2 separate regions of the Mus musculus genome follow, and region 2 is linked to region 1. The links are chromatin contacts, called in public HiChIP or PLAC-seq maps. All regions are on one chromosome and are shown on one strand. Each heading gives the region's core, a stretch centred on a gene start, on an enhancer-like site or on the middle of the called end of the contact. The rest is flanking DNA. Distances are from core to core; before and after follow the strand shown. Region 1 overlaps Pcbp3 (poly(rC) binding protein 3). Region 2 overlaps Gm3137 (predicted gene, 3137).

Region 1 (2,727 bases), core at 131-2,630:
CCCGCTAATGATTTCACTGTGTAGCTGAAACGCCCGCAGCCGCATAGCATGTGTAAAGGCGGCATCAAGTTCAACACATTTTTTTAGAAGTGAGTCTGCCAGGGGCAGAAGTCTTCATCTCATCAAGTGTTTGTGCTCAGAACATCAGGGAGGCTTCCTGTCTTAACGCAGGCCTTTGACGACAGTTGGATACACATGGTTAACAGCATGGCTGGCCTCTGCCAGTGCCACTGCAGCCTTTATCTGTGGGTGTTGTCTCAAAAAATGGTAGGGAAGGCAATTCCATGTTGGGTATTAGAGGTCAGGGAAGGGTGCAGACAATAAAGGATGGAAGCTGCTGTACCTGGTAGGGAGAATACTGCTGTCCTGGCGTTGGGCCAACTTTAGCCATAGTACCAGTCCCAAGGCTGTATCTACACCCAGGCAAAAACAAGCCAGCCAACCTTGTTTCAGCTACATGAGAGTGGGTGCCCTAACTCATGGCTTCCTTGCCCTCATCCTGGTCCCTGAGAGAGCTGGAACTGGACAGTGACCTTCCAGCTCCAGCCTCCAGTGTTAGCTGATGCTTGATCCATACAACAAGACAGGACTGGGCCACATGGAGCTGACTAATGGCTCCTAAGTCTTTCTATTCCCACACTCTCAGACCTTCATCTATTAAACTGGGGTGACAATTTACAACTTAGAAAGATAAAACAGCACAGTTCCTATGGAGGACAGGTAGTTCCTCAGTAAGTTAAATGTGGAACTGCCACATCTACATTTAATTCCCATGGAACTGAAAGCTTCCAAACAAAATAATAATAACCATCATCGTCATCCAAGAAGCTTTATGGCCAAGAAAGAAAAAACAAATAGGCAAAAACCAATGTTCATCAACAGAAAAACAGAGTGAAATAAATAATATATCTCTACAACTGTTATTCAGATATAAAAAGTAATAGGGGTCAGGGCTGTAGCTCAATGGTAGTTATTTGCACAACATCTACAAGGCCTGGGGATCAACCTCATGAGCTACAAAATAATAATAATAACAATAATAATAATAAATAAATAATAATAAATGATAAATGATAAAGCAATGAAGGTCAGAGACATGCTATAACATGAATGTACCTTGAGAATGAACATATAGTGAAGGGAGCCCATCAATCAGACTGTGGTATATGATTACACATGTCTGAAATGTCCAAGACAGGCAGATACAGAAAAGGAGACCAGTGACGGTGGGAATGGAGAATGAAGATGGCTGCTTCAGAGGATCAGGGTTTTTCTTTAGAGTGTTAAAATACTCTGCAACTGGACAGATGTGGAAGCTGGGCAAACCACAAATACACACTAGATGCACTGAGCAATGGATTGCCTTAAAAATGGTGAATTCTACAGGATATGACTCATTTCTCAATATACGGGTATATTAAAGTAATCACCACGCAGAGCTGTGTTACATTCAAAAGTTACATTTGGGGGATGTGAGAAGCAGAGAGAAACGGAGGAGAGTGCTGTTAGTCCACATCTGGTTTTTGAAGCTGCTGTTAATTATGTGTTGTTCTTCCCACTTGGGTTAAAAAAAAAATTAACTACTTCTAAATAGTCCACAAGTTAATTAGCCATGAGACCCAAAGTGAGTAGCAACCACTCTCTGGCTAAGCAAAGCCCTGGCAACTACAAGAAATTGGCCTCCAAGTAACTGGACAACATCATTTATCTCTGCAGGGACTACGCGAGTTGTGTAAATGTGGGCTGCTCTCGTGAATGTGTAGCCGGAACTCACATAAGGGGCATTTTAATCTGTGCAGCTGCCATGACAAAATTCTTAAGTAGCTCAAACAGCAAGCCTTTCTTCCTGGCACTCCCGGGGGCTGCAGGATAGGATCAGCGTACCAGTACGATCTGGCTCAGGCAAAAGCTCAATCTCCAGCTTGCCCACTCCATGCACTCTGGGTATCACCTTCCTGCCTCTTGCTAAGGGACACCATGGTCCATCAGTGGCTTCACTCAGGGCTTTAACTTAGCACCATGTCATTATGCCTGCTGGTCTCCACTGCATGTGGTCTCTCTGCCATGCTTGGTCACTTTTTGAACCCTCTCTCTGGCTCAGTCCGCACTGTCCACGCTGGACCAGAAACAGCTGCCCTAACTGTCCCACTCCAAACCTCTGGGGGCCACTGTCACAGTCACTAAGGCTTGATGCATTTCCTCTTTCCAGGAGCAAAGAAGCTCTGGCACAGTCCTGCTGGCTCTCGGGAAGACACATCTGTCTCCATGCTTGTAATTATCACTTAGCAAACACACAGAATGATGACACCACTCTTTCCTTGCCAAAATGTGACAAATAGAAAACACTGTAAAGCTATTTTTGACATTCGATGATTCTATTTAAATTAAAAGCACGAAAACACCCTTGAGGTAGTGACATTGTCCCCTCCATGTACTGTCACAACCACAGTTCTGTGCCCGCCCCCTTCTTCTACAGGAGGTCTGTCTCTGCCTGGTGTACGAGAGGGTCAGGAGAGGAGGGCAGAGCCACAGTGCCTCCCACAGAAGGGGTCAGCATACAACCAGCATGTTTGGGCTGCCAGGACCACACCCGTATTCCTGATCCTGTATCACAAAAGCAGTGACCTTAGTGGAGAAGGAAGGGTGTCTAGCAGCCAGCTTCACATTTCTAAATAATACTACTTTTTCTTCATTTATTTCAGAAACAAAACACATGCTGTATGTAAA
Region 2 (2,722 bases), core at 14-2,513, 160 kb after region 1:
CAAGCTCTGTCTGTGTCACTCTGGGGAGACCTATTTGTACCCTCCAAACATCACCTGTCCTCCACGGGCCTTACCTCAGCACAGCTCTTGTCTTAGCACTTGCATCCAATCAGCCCGAGTCCTTGGAAGCAGCAAGAAACTGCAGCACATTCCCAGAAGTTTTTGATGTGTTTCTTTCTAGGGAGTCCTGACAAATGCAGCTCAACTATGCAGTGTAAAGTAGACCAATACATGCGTGTCCTTAGCAAAGAATCCTTCATCATCATGTCCTTTCACGTGTTTGCTTTAGCAGAACACCCTCCTTCCTGTGTCTGCTTCGGTGAAACGTTCCTTCACGAGTCTGCCTGAGCCTTTCACACCTGTGTCCACTTTAATGAAATGTTCCTTCATGTGTTCGCCCCAGCAAAAATCCAACCGGCTTTCCAAAGAACCTTTAAGTTTGCATTTCAGTCCTCTCTTCCTCTCTGTGGTTTCTTTGGCCTTGGGTCTTCTCTCGAACACATCCACCTAGATTCTAGGGTGTGGAGCAGTGTTCAGAGCTTGGTGGGTCTGTTTTTAACTCTGACATCTAACCTATGACCTCAGCCATCTTTACCTCTCAGGCTTCCCGGTCTATGTCCCCAGCTATAGGATACCAGTCCCTCAGAGAGCTCAGACCTTCCTGTCCTGGTTTGTTCTGGTCTATTTCTATTTCCTGCTACCTCTACCAGAAAGGCCAATCCCACATCCCTGATATCCAGGTCCCCAGCATCACGGTTCCAAGGGCCCCACCAGACTTCAGTTATTTGAGGTTGGCTGAATTTGGGTTCAGGTTCCATAGCTAATCTTCAGCTGGGATAGAGAATCTTCTAAAACCCTCCCAAAGGTCAGCCCCTAGGGGTTTGGAGGATTTCCCTTGGAGGCATGTATGATCTGTGTAGTGAGTGTTATGTGTGGTCTAGGTACAGGCTTGCTTTATGTCCTGAAACATTCCTCGTAGAACTGAGGAAGTCTTGCTGGATTCAGGATCTGTGTTTGAGGGTACATCTTCCGCTGCCAGGCCTCAGCTCTGATGTTGTGACCCAGTCCTTCTGAAGATGCAAGCCTGAGAAAGGGTACTGTGATGTCATTTTCACACACAAGAACAGCCCCACAGGCCTGCTGTAACTTGAGTCTCGTTTCTTCATGCATAATGCCACTGTAAAAGGGCTAAGGACATGATCTGCTCCTCGTTATTTTAGTCTTAGCTGTCAGAGGCCATTCGCCCATAGCTGTGAGTCATTCAGGTCTTGAGCTTACATCATTGCACAAGACTAGAGAGTGTCCTCTTCTATCATGGCCGCCAAGGGGCAAGCACGGCAAGAGCGAGGTTGGGAGGGGATTGGCGTTCAACCATTTCCTGTCTTGTCTTCTTCCTTCTCTTGATTCCAAGGGTGGCTGAGAATCAGAGACATCCCAGAGCAGAGGAGCTCTCAGAATGGGAAAAAGAGCAGGGATCTCTGTCCATGCAGCCACCATATAGCAGGGCTGTGGTCACTCGGCAGTCTGAGAAGCTGGGCCTCAGAGCAGTTGACCCAATGCCTTTGTGGCCCCATTTACATCTGAGCAAGCCTGAATCCTTGACTCCTCCCTTGTTTTTGTTATTCTAGCACCTTGCTCATTCCCGTATTGGTGAGCTCTGGCTGTGGACCGCTGGCTGGGTGCCTCCCCCAAGGCTGGAAAGCAGGAGCTGTCGAATAATGGGGTTAACTGTATTTCTGCCTCACCCTGGGCCGTGGTGGCAGTGAACTCTGCGTCTAGCGATTTACCTTATAAATATCCTGGTGTGTGAGTAAAACCATGAATATTCAGGTGACTCGTTCCTCACTGCTGCTAAACAAGGGCATGAAAGTGCTTTGTGTGCTAGCGTGTAAAACAATCTCTAAGACATTGTTAAGCAGAAATGCACGGCAATGCTGGCTGGCTGGCTGACCATGATGTGTGAGGAGGAGGAGAATATTTACTGGCCAGACTGTGCCTGGTAGCCTCTACTTGGGCTCCTCTAGCTGGGGGCTCTGCCTAGAAGCTCTGCCTGGGAACCCCTCCCTCCACACAGACCTCGTGCTCCTTTGAATGGGAGCTACAGATGGGAAAGTGGCTCCAGACTAGGTACAGTGTATGAGCAGGAGAAGACTTCTTTTGAGTTATGCAAACAAACTATGCATTTAATAGAACAAAGACCTTAGAATTGACCTGGAAAAAAATCTAACCATGATGACTCACACCTATAATTCTGGCACTTAGAAGGGGGAGGCAGGAAGATGATCATGAGTTCATGGCCAGCCTGGGCTATATAATAAGATCACGTCCAAACAACATATCTTTTAAACTCTGGAAGCTACCCTTGTTTCCAGTGTATGTGTGTGTGTGTGTGTGTGTGTGCACATGCATGTATGAGTGCATGTATGTGTGTGTGCATACATATGTGCATGTGTGTGTACATGTGTGTACATGTGTGTGTATCTGTGTGCACATGCATGTGTGTGTCTGTGTGCACACACATGTGTGTGTATGTGTGTGCATGCATATGTGTTTCTGTGTCCCCTCTTATTATTCACTGACCTGAGGACACACGAACACACACACACAGCACACTCCCATTGCTAGTCGCCTACTCCTACTATTCACCTACTTCTAGAGGTGCACTGGAGGGTCGTTCTTTACTCTGACCAATTGGAAGTCTGCTCACCTCCTTCTGCAGCAG

Evidence for each region. HiChIP or PLAC-seq counts read pairs in DNA pulled down with a chosen protein or histone mark.
Region 2: a CTCF HiChIP or PLAC-seq map of the NIH/3T3 cell line shows a contact between it and region 1, with 13 read pairs. The contact joins two enhancer-like sites. A contact is called at or near these places in 24 of 39 promoter capture datasets (the 3T3-L1 cell line, 3T3-L1-derived adipocytes, the C10 cell line and 15 more), 3 of 15 datasets of contacts at CTCF or cohesin (the NIH/3T3 cell line and large pre-B cells), 35 of 484 Hi-C or Micro-C datasets (the 3T3-L1 cell line, the AML12 cell line, the CH12 cell line and 26 more), 9 of 115 datasets of contacts at active chromatin or transcription factors (VIP interneurons, embryonic basal ganglia, embryonic forebrain and 3 more) and 3 of 9 other capture datasets (adipose tissue, liver and pancreatic islet).

What each region holds. Positions count from the first base shown.
Region 1 is chr10:76,857,706-76,860,432 of GRCm38.p6, forward strand. The region is part of intron 2 of Pcbp3 (poly(rC) binding protein 3); the gene reads right to left. Among named protein-coding and RNA genes, the nearest start is that of Pcbp3, 100 kb to the right of the region's middle. Within about 2 kb of position 1,381, at least 36 of the 459 cell types and tissues checked have an H3K27ac peak or open chromatin away from gene starts, as enhancers often do. A contact at or near this core is called in the NIH/3T3 cell line and embryonic fibroblasts, where this site is marked.
Region 2 is chr10:77,015,023-77,017,744 of GRCm38.p6, forward strand. The region is part of intron 2 of Gm3137 (predicted gene, 3137); the gene reads right to left. Gm10787 (predicted gene 10787) reads left to right here. Exons shown (of 3, transcript NR_045882.1): 2 at 1,629-1,802. Among named protein-coding and RNA genes, the nearest start is that of Gm10787, 4.4 kb to the left of the region's middle. Within about 2 kb of position 1,264, at least 18 of the 459 cell types and tissues checked have an H3K27ac peak or open chromatin away from gene starts, as enhancers often do. A contact at or near this core is called in the NIH/3T3 cell line and embryonic fibroblasts, where this site is marked.